Regions from separate parts of the Zea mays genome. Here region 2 is linked to region 1. A link is a contact called in public Hi-C data. All regions are on one chromosome and are shown on one strand. Each heading gives the region's core, a stretch centred on a gene start, on an enhancer-like site or on the middle of the called end of the contact. The rest is flanking DNA. Distances are from core to core; before and after follow the strand shown.

What was found. A called contact is a pair of places that touch in the nucleus more often than the background predicts.
Region 2: a contact with region 1 is called in a Hi-C map of tassel, with 3 times the contacts expected there. The contact joins the promoter of LOC100285165 here to the enhancer-like site in region 1. A contact is called at or near these places in 7 of 25 Hi-C or Micro-C datasets (endosperm, leaf and tassel).

Annotation. Positions count from the first base shown.
Region 1 is chr7:40,585,836-40,591,498 of Zm-B73-REFERENCE-NAM-5.0, forward strand. No RefSeq gene overlaps it. Among protein-coding and RNA genes, the nearest start is that of LOC100285165, 70 kb to the right of the region's middle. Within about 2 kb of position 3,511, at least 17 of the 20 cell types and tissues checked have an H3K27ac peak or open chromatin away from gene starts, as enhancers often do. A contact at or near this core is called in endosperm, leaf and tassel, where this site is marked.
Region 2 is chr7:40,656,844-40,662,152 of Zm-B73-REFERENCE-NAM-5.0, forward strand. LOC100285165 reads left to right here and starts at 2,154. Exons shown (of 9, transcript NM_001294298.1): 1 at 2,154-2,277; 2 at 3,045-3,750; 3 at 4,632-4,833; 4 at 4,904-4,980; 5 at 5,068-5,107; 6 at 5,207-5,264. The coding sequence starts at 3,154.

The DNA of each region.
Region 1 (5,663 bases), core at 2,261-4,760:
TATTAACTTAAATACTTTTCTATTAATAATTGTTTGGTATAAATGTGTCATCTATTTAGTAGTTCTCGCGTGTCATGTTTGTCTATGCGTCGTTCGCGCATCGTTCGCATGTCGCACACAACGTTTTCACGTCGCACGTTTTTCTTGCGTCGTGAATCCGCCTCGCTTAGAATCACTCATATTAATTAACTTACTTATTTAACTAGGGGCTATTAGCGTAGCTGATTAATTAAAACTACCTAATAGCTCTAATGTATATTTGATAAATGTCGATTAATACAGGTATGTCAAATTAAATGTTCTAGTTCATATTTTATAACGTAAACGCGATAACTTCTCAATCAAATCTTTGATCTCAGCATTTCTTTTTTTTCTCGTGTGACCGTAGAAGCGAGCTCTATTTCATATCGCACGTTTTATAATGTTTTTCCTTATATGGTGTAACGTTCCTTTTTGTTTCAAGAATGTTGAATGTATGTTCGCACTCGCCTAGATAACGTTCCGTTCGTGGAGTCTGAGGAAGTTGCAGGAGAAGCCCCTGAGCAGCAGCTGTTTGGTGAAGGCAAGTGTCATCTGACCTATTATGTCATATTTACTTTATAATTCACTTTCCCGCATACCATGTGTAACCTAAGGATTGACTAGCTTTCTATTTATCATGTCCTTGATCACCTTTTTGGGTTGGGCTATTATAATCAATTACATGCTAGTGCTTTACTTTAATCAACGAACATGATGAGAATTACTTTATGATACGATGATTCACTCTAGTTATGATTATGAACTTGTGACACTTTAGGGGCCTTGGGCTGTTTCCCGAGTACCTCTCCAAAAGGACTTGTTCATTAAGAGACCACCCAGGAAAATAGTGCAACCATGAGGTTGGTATGGGACGCCCTTAGCTGATTAATTGGAAAAATATGGGTGTAGTTTGCTTCGCCGTTGTGCAGTAAATGGGGCTAAGGGTGCGGTGTCGGGGTTCATCCGATTTGGTTTTGTTAGTCACCCTCTTAGGGAGGAGTACAGTGTTTATACGATTGGCGAAACCTAACGGGCGGCTACACACTAGGAGAATCTTTGTAAAGGCTACGTAGAGAAACCTTGCCTACTCACCTTGGGAGTGTTTGAGGGTTTGATCGACCCGAGTCGAAAAGGGATCATGACTTGTGGGTAAAGTGTGCGACCTCTGCAGAGGGTTAGAAACTGGTATATCAGCCATGCTCACATTTAAGAGAAGCCTTGGGATCCTCTTTGATTAGAGATACTTTAGATACATTAATGTTGACGGTTTAATGATGGTGGCTATACTTATGGTTTCTGGTATTTTCCTCTCTGAGGAGGTGCTTTTGGGATATCAACTTGGGCTTTATGGTAAAACTTGGCTTCTACTAATGATAAATAACTGACCAACTAAAAGAAACTGCTTTGAGCTTAAACCCCACATACGGCTAGTCTACCTCAGCCAAATAGGACATTTGTTGAGCATGTTGATGTGTACTCACCCTTCCTTCAACATAAAACACCAGTTTCTCCACATTGCAACCACTACTCGGGAGAAGATGAAGGCTACGTGAAGGAGTTTCAGGAGTTTCAGGACTTCGAGGAGTTCTAGACTGGATTAGCGGCAAACCACCAGTCGGTAGCCTATGAAGGCCTTATCTTACTGCGTTTCGTTTAGCACTTTGATTTCTGTTTAAGTTAATGACTATGTGAATGTTTCAGACATCATGATGTAATAAAAGTAATACCTATTTACGCTATTATTTAAGCATTGTGTGATGATGTCCAGTTATGTAATCTCTGTGTGTGTGAATTTCTGATCCTGGCACGTACATGTTTCGCATTCGGTTTGCCTTCCAAAACCGGGTGTGATAGATTAACTCCCACACGGTCATCGCTCAGCAAGTGTGGAAAATAATGTGTATGAGCTCCCTTACGGTAGGGGCTCATGTGTAGTGTAAGGCTTGCCGAGAAAAATGGTTAAGGCTGAGTATTGCTTTTAATAAGTTGGTCAAAGTTTTATTAGTAATTACTAAGTATAAGTGTATACCAACCCAATCAAATAATTGATCACAATGATGAATAAATCCCACAATGCAATGCAATGCAATGCAATGTATGATAGATTAAATTTAATTCCATAAATTACTCATGTGAGGGTTTGAGCCGCTCATGACCATGAGCACGGCTGATATACTAGTTTTACACTCTGCAGAGGTTTCACATTGTTACACACAAGTCGTGTTCCCTTTTCGCCCGAGGTTGTATAGACCCTTAAACACTTCCAAGGTGAGTTAACGAGGGTACACTACGAGGCGTTTACAAAGTTCCACTAGCTTGAAAAAACCAGCTACGGTTTTGGTGAGAAGGGGGCGATAGAGGAATCCCTCGTCCAAAAAAGTCATCGCAACATGATTGACCCGAGAACCTCCCTATACCGGTAGCTCCTCACACCGCGGTTGCCCCTTTCGGGTAAGGTAGTCCCTCACTAGCTTTCCTAATTAGTTAGCCAAGGGTGTCCCATACACCCTTGTGGTAGCACTATTTTCTCGGGTGGTCGCTCCATGTTCCGATTAACAAAGTAATCTTATCATGAACATTGATTAAGCCAACAATAATGATAAAAGCATGATCATAATTCAGATATAATATTAATCCCAAAACTAGGTAGAACAATAGCAAGACTACTAGATAATTCATTTGTATGCAAGGTGTAGGGTGAACAAAAGTGGGTAACCTATTAGATCTCATCAGCTTAACCTAACAGTGCCACGATGATTAAGAATCATGAACATTATTAGGTCAAAGAAAGTGATCAAGGACACAACTTGCCTTTTACTTACGATTCGGCTTCAGATTCCTTGTCACCTCGCTTTTATTTGAAGCAATACATATAGATAGACAAGAAATAGCTAAAAATAACATTACACCAAATATGTAAATAAACCACACATTAATATTTTATGCGTCGTTACGAGATCATATGTTTGAGAAATACTAAAATCAAAGTTAAGTAAAAGATATAAATTTTCTAAGTTTTTAGAATTATCTTATGCTAATAATTATTTTATATATTCCATTTATAAATTCTAGGGCCTATTGTTGGAAAACAGGGACCTAAATGTATTTATTAGTGTAAATAGGAGGGGCTTGGTGCAAAACTTATTGTACTGGACGACGGGTATGAATATGCCAGGGTTCAGGGACCTAATCGAAAGAAAAAGGACCTACTTTTAATACTCTTTACACTGCATGGTATGACAGTTTTATTTTACAAAACGTAGGGTTTCTTTAGCAAAGTTGACACAGCGAAAGGGGTATCGGCACATGTCCGTCGTTGGATTCGTAATTAAGAGTGCAGATTAGATCACTCTTTTAACTGAACCGGTATGCGACGCGGGCCATTGGATTCGAGATCTACGCCAGGATTTAATATATCCACGATCTAATTCGAGCCACTACTCGCCAGATCTACGGTTCAGATTCCCTCGCTCGAAGGGCTATGCGCGTTATGATCGGGACCGTTCATTTGAGATGGACGGCCAGAACTATGTCTTCAACCCTCTTGTCTTTGCCTACCCCTGGACCGACCACAATTTGTAGCCACCGGCGGCATCTCGCCGGCGATAAGCCGATTCGGCACCCCGAAGCTCCCTACCCCCGCATAGCTATCAATTCAACAATCCGAGGGCGAGGCTCACACAATGGTAGCTGACTCACCGACGAGGGAGACGTGGTGAAGACGGCTATGGCGTGTGGTAGTTCCTCAGCACCGGCGAGGTCTCCCCAGCTGTCCGGTTACCCTCAGTGCCATACAGAGCCACGAACGGGCACGGTGGTTCTCTGGAGATCGCCCCGCCGACACTCTCTCAGGCTTGCTGACGGCGTAGACACGCGGTGGCTTCCTCCTTCTCTCTCAATCTCTCCTGGACCAATGGCGGCACTGGATCATTAGCTCTCGGCGTGGGTGTAGGTTGCAGATTTCCGACGGCCAAGAGGGCGGTGTCCCGGCGCCTGCATGTATACTCAGGTCGGCAAGGATATCACAAGGTTGTTGCGCGTCAAACACGGTGTGTCCGTGCGGATTTTCAGGCTGAGCCCATGGCGTTCCTGTGAAGGGGATAAACCTGACACGATGGGCCCACACGACGGTGAGAAGAAGACACGGCACACGTGCGGCTATAGAGGCTGACCGAGCGGGCCTACGCGTAAGTGGCTCAGGCGGGCATTGGCGGAAGAAGTGGAGGTGGGCCGGGCAGCGGCCCACGCGGGCGAGGGGAGGGAAAACAGAAATGGGCCATGGGTAAAGATTTCGGCCCATCAGAAGGCATGCCCCTTTTCTTTTTCTATTTCTCTCTTTTTTGTTTTATTTTAATATTCCAAATTCAAAACTGAGTATAAGTTTAAAATTCCATTTTGATTTTAAATGAAACAATCAAACTCTATCATGAAATGCAAAGTTATATATATGTGTATATAGTGTTTATTTAAATAGATGCTTGTATGTATATAATTCATGAAAATAGTAATTCACCTAAACAACTCCACCACATTATTATTTAAGGGAATTGTTTAGATCACATAGCCAAATTTAGAATTACAATAGGATAAATCAATGTTCCTTACATATTTTATTTAAGAGAATATAATTTCTTATGTAAAATCTATTTTTAAGAGATAGTTTAATGCTTTTTAGAGAATGAATCTTGAATATATAGTTTCTTAACAAAGGATAACTTAATTTAAATAGGAATTTTTATATAATATCTTGTTTGAAACCACATTTATTTAGATCACGAAATAAGTTTTCTAATTTACCTAAAATAGGATGTTGGGGGTGTTACACTTTGCCTGTGTGTATCTCTCATTAAACCATGCCACAAACTTATAGATAGTAAATGTTACTATAGCATTGACTCGCATGACACGTACACCCTTCAGCACACTTGCTAGTCTGGAACTCGAACCTCCAGCCACCTGCGTCGTATGCCCTTATCCACTTTTGGGGTTCCCTCATCAATCCAGCAATCCAATTTTTACCTTTAGCATTTGTTGCAGCCTTTAGTTCCTTCAACTTGTCCTCGAAGAACAAAACCACAAGCTCTCGGTAGACTTATTCAAATAAAGGGAAATATCCTTTGTACGATCCTTCTCAAACAAATTTTCTACTAGGTGATAAGTGCACCATCTGTGGTGCATGGGTGCGTAGTCAGGAATCTACTCTTGCACTGCACTAAGAATACCCTGATGTATGTCAGATATGATACCAACCTCCCGAACAGGGCCCACAACATGGATCCGAACAAGACACAAAACCAAGCCCAACTATATTTATTCTCCCTCTCCACCAAAGAAACCAATAAGTTGTCAACATCACATGAAATGGCTACCAACAGTGTGCCCTTGTACTTCCCAAATAGAAAAGTACCATCAATAGAGAGCACGGGACGACAATGCCTAAAGGCCTCAACACACTACGAGAAACACCAGAAAGCAAGGAAGAGTATCTCTCTGCCATCCTTCCATTCATTGAGTTAAGGGATGTACTCATAATGCATGCTTGAGTTTTTTTTGCTTTCTTTACATTGAGCAATGTTGTAAACTTCTCATAACCCTCCTCCTAATCCCTGTATATCATCTTCCATGCCCATTGCTTTGCCCTC
Region 2 (5,309 bases), core at 904-3,403, 70 kb after region 1:
TTATTTCTAAACATTAAGGTATGTGTGGTCTGGTGTTAGCTGCACGGGCGAGGTCGGGTGCTGGGTAGACGTCATAGCTGGCTGCGCAGGAACTAGGGTCCATAGAGTAGTAGCTGAGAGCACTACGCGGGCGTTGTGCGTGGGGCCCATAGGGCACGGTGTGGTCTAGTGTTAGTTGCGTGGGCGGGGTCGGGTGTTGGGCATGTGTAGTAGCTGTCCATAGAATAGTAGCTGAGAGAGCACTACGCGGGCGCTGTGCGTGGGGCCCATAGGGCACGATGTGGTCTAGTGTTAGTTGCGTGGGCGGGGTCGGGTGTTGGGCATGTGTAGTAGCTGGCTGCGCGGGCGCTGAGATCCACATTGCAGTAGCTAATAGAGCACGCGGGCACTACGCGTGGGGCCCACAGGGCACAGCCCCCGAGGCGGGGCGCGTGGGGTGGGCCTAGAGTGTCAGCGCGGTGGTGACGTGGTAGCACCAGGTGCCCATATTAAGTTTTTAATAGATTACTAGCTAGTTGCCCGTGATTTGCTACGGTTTTTATATATCATATAAATAGATATTGAAATATTTATTTAAATATAATTATCGTTTATTTTTAAACACTAAGGTACATGTGGTCTCGTGGTTAGCCTCACATTTCTAGAGCAGGGATTGTGGGTTCGAGTGCTCGTTTTGAATTTTATATAATTATTGGGGTAGCTGCACGGACGGGGTCGGGTGCTGCACAGGCACTGGGGTTCGCAGGCAGTAACTGAGGCGAGACGCATGGGTGGGCCCAGAGTGTCAGCGGAGGGTGGAGACGTGGTAGCACCGGGTGCCTAATTAGGTTTTCAATAGAGTAGTATAAATTTGTAAATGTGTTTAATTTTTTGTGGTGATATAATTTTAAGCCCGATTTATGCGCTAGCGGGCTTATTAGGGTAGTTGCGCGGTCGTGGTCGGTTGTTGGACATGCACTAGGGTTCACAGGCACTAGCTGAGGCCTGAGAGAGCGCTGGGCACGGGGCCCACAAGGGCATGACGCTGAGGCGAGACGCGTTAGGTGGGGCCTAGAGTGTCAGCGGAGGGTGAAGCCGTGGTAGTACCAGGTGCCCACATTAGGTTCTTAATAGAGTTAGTATAGATTTGTAAATGTGTTCAATTTTTTGTGGTGATATAATTTTAAGCCTGATTTATGTTTCTTAATAGAGTTAGTATAGATTTGTAAATGTGTTCAATTTTTTGTGGTGATATAATTTTAAGCCTGATTTATGTGCTAGCGGGCTTAGGTCGACACGATGTTCATTTTTGGGACGGGATTACTGGACCGACCCGACATGGTTGGGCCCGTCCTGTGTCGAGCTCGTTCAGAGATTTGAGCTCGTTGGATAGTCCGATCCGGTCCGGATAACTATTCAGGCTTAACCATGACGTGCTTCAACAGGTCCAGGCTAGACTTGGTTAGGCAGCCCATTTGAACATCTCTACTTATATTCGATCCGTGAATTGTTACGGGTCAAAAAAAAATTATAACCATATTTACTAGTTACATTAACATTAGTCAAGTCGGAGCCGATCAGACTTTTTTCGAGAGGTGGTCGAGTCGGACCCATGCTCTATATACCGTAGAATCAGCAGCCGTAACCTTGACCACCCATCCATTCCAAGTGGTATCACCGATTCACCGCGGGCGGCCTACTTGGCGCAACAACTTGCCCTTGCGTTTTTTGGCTTTCGTCTCACCTTTCTCCGTCGCTCAGAACTCCTCGGTGCCAATTGTGGACGCCGAGACGGAACCCGCATCGGCCATCCCCCGCCGTCAACCCACACCCACCCTCGCGCTCTGCCCATTGCGCCTGCAACCACTGCCACCGGACCCCATCTCACCCCTATGCCAACCGGCCCACGCTGCGTCCCCTGGACCCGTCCCACCCGCTGGTCCGCCCCCAAGTTGACAGAATCATTTCCCATCGGCGCAATAAACCGCTTGCCTACACGATCCCTCTCTACCCACTACCACGGCAGCTGCGGGTCCGCTCGAGGTGGCCCCACGTGTCGGTGAGGCTCGACTCTCGCGTGCAGAGTGAGCGCAGCGGTCCACCACGCGAAAGGCCGACTCCAGTTCTCCCCCTCGCCTCACATCTCATTCCTCTCCTCTCTCCTCCCCCCCTCTCGCTCGAGCTCTGTTGGAGGCAGGAGGGCAGGCCAGGGCGCCAGGCCAGGCGAGGTGGTTCGGTTGACGAGTTCTTCCTCTTCCTCGACATCGCCGATCCCGCCACGCGCTGCCCGCAGCGGAGGTGAGGTCAGCCCTCTCCCGGCCTCGGTTGGTTCTGCTGATTCGACCTCTCTCTTTCGCCTCTGCGCTCGGTTAGGATCATGATCCGATTCTGTTTCGCTTCGGTTCCTTGTGGTTCGATTAGTCAGTTGGCGCGCCTTAATGACCTAATGATTGCCTTTAGGTTCAGATTGGTGGATGGACTCGTACGAAGTGCGAAATTATCCTAGATATGTCAGCTAGGCTCGTGGGCGAGTGGAATTCGGGTCGTTCTCGGTTAGGTGGTGCTTTGCCTAGCGATTTATTCGTTGATTTCTTATATATATCTAATGTTTTGAAGATTGTTTGTCTATGTAGAATTTACACGGAGTGCGTTTAATCCTGATAGTAGAGACACTTACAGACTAGTTTTAATGCCATGAACAGAGAATCAAAATTGTATAATAGCTTATTTCACAATGTAAAAAGTATGGCTTTGTTGCCAGCTTCTTCCTGCTACCGAGGAAGGACCTTAAACTGCTGTCTTTCTGCTGCTGAGATCGATTCAGACTGTGTGATATGTTCTCATTTTAATTCGATGGGCCTGTTGCCCAAATGGCCCTGCAGTCCAATTAAAATCGGCTATGTAGTCTGACTCATTTGTTGAGCAAAGGCTGACTTCTGGTTTAGCATGTACTTTTTATGACGTAGTTGGATTAATGATCTGTTTCATGGCAAGTGTATCATTCAATTTATGTTGTCAAAGGTTCCTTGTTGTCACAAACGTGAATGCCTTTTCTCTAATTGCAGACACAATAATCTTAGGTGAGGAGCATAGTTCAAAAGTCAAGATAGAAAGGGCATTGGACACTGGAGGAACGTTGTGTTGGTGGTAACTGAGGTTTGTGCTTGTTTGTAGATGGAGAGGTTAAGCACCAACCAGCTCTACAGTTCTGGTGTTCCTGTAACCGTACCAACATCTCTGCCTTGTATACCAGTCTCTCTGGATGAGAGCTTCCCGAGGCTTCCCGATGCACAGAGTGTTTTGATGGAGAGAGAATTGAGGAGCACTCCACTACCACCTCACCAGACAACTGTTGCTCCTATCCGTGGTCTGTTTCACTCCAATACTGGATCTGTTGGTCCTTTGTGCTCACCTCCGTCTGTAAGGTTCTCTTCGCATTCAAATCCTGAGCAATACCCCAACCACAATTCATACAATTCTCAAGTACCAAGCACTGCAAGTTCCTCAACGCTGAATTATGGGTCACAATATGGAGGCTTTGAACCATCCATAACCGATTTCCCAAGAGACATTGAACCAACTTGGTGCCCCGATCCAGTTGAGAGCATTCTTGGATACTCTGGTGATGTCCCTGCTGGGAATAATTTGACTGGGACCACTTCTATTGGAGCTTCAGATGATCTTACTAAGCAAACTGAATGGTGGACAGAGTTTATGAATGAGGATTGGAAGGACATGGTTGATAACCCGACTTCCACAGAAACTCAACCGGTACGCTAGTTAATTATGCCATTTTTGGTGGGTGGACTTTTTGTACTCCCGTTTGTGCTTAGTATTTCCTAGCTGTACGTTGATGCCAAATCCACAAATCTGTAATCATATTGTTGTTGTCCTACAGGCTACACGTCCTGTTTTTTCCCAAAACAAATGCTTTGTAATCTTATTTTCATTATATCTTGTTTGTATTGATATGATATAACAAATCTACACTTGGAAATCTTAAAAAGATCATCTTTTTGCTGTTCATCACACATCCAGGATAGTAGTGACCACTGATGTTATATGCAGGTTCACATCATGCATCTCATTCTTTTTCGAAATCACCAATGGGTCACAAAGTTTCTGCATTTTTTTACTACTTTAATAGGTCAAGACTCTTTTTTTTCACTTTGGATCCTCAGACCGAGCTGTTTGACATCTAGACTGCATGATCACTAAGCTGCATGTAGGGTGTTCGGTGTTGCCTCAAGTGACTCCAGTCAGATTTGACTTGGCTGTACAAGTTCACATCTTGGAATTTCACATGAGGAAAAATTTAGCAGGGTCCAGGAGGTTTGCTGTGTTAGCAAATGGCAAGACCAAATATGGCAAACTTGCTGTATTGTGCTCTTAGTTGCCTTGGGGATCATTTTTAATAAAGCAACATATATAATTTAGGAATTTGCTAATTCACTTGTTTGAGTTCAGCAGTTTTATTAAATGGGTTTTGAAGTTGAAAATTAGGCATGCATTCGCTCATCCTTTACAACATTCAGTTTCAGCTATGGTAATAATCAATCTTGTATTGGCTAGGTCACTTTTCTTTGTTATAACCTTTACTGCACTATACTCTTTGTTTATAGTCTTTATGCATTAATTTGTGTTTCACATAGGTTGGGCAACCTGTGCAATCATCCAACTCAGTTCACCAATCAGCTACCCAACAAACAGTTTCATCTCAATCTGTTGAACCGTTGGCAGTTGTGGCACCCTCACCCACTGCTGGCTCCAATACTGGCAAGGCACGCATGAGATGGACTCCTGAGCTTCACGAGCGCTTTGTGGATGCTGTCAATATACTTGGTGGCAGTGAAAGTGCGTACTGCTTGCAGACATATGTCTCCCATGATTGATTCGTTTTGACATTTTCCTTAAATTGTTGCAGAAGCAACTCCTAAGGGTGTCCTGAAGCTAATGAAGGCAGACAATTTGACCATTTATCATGTAAAAAGTCATCTTCAGGTCTGATATCTAGCCCTATTGTTGGACGTTATTGAAAATAGCTGAAAATTATTCTCTATCTGAATTTTATCTAACAATGTGTTTCAGAAATACAGAACAGCTAGATACAGACCAGAGTTATCTGAAGGTCTGACATGTTCCACTTCCTATATGTTCCATTTTTTTTGTATTCATTACTTCAATTCTTCAGTTGTTTTTATCAAGTTTGGTGAATTAATATTTTCAGGCTCTTCTGAAAAGAAAGTGGCATCAAAAGAAGATATACCATCTATTGACTTGAAAGGGTATGTCTGCATCTAGGATTTTGTTTGTTTGCACCGCATCAAAAG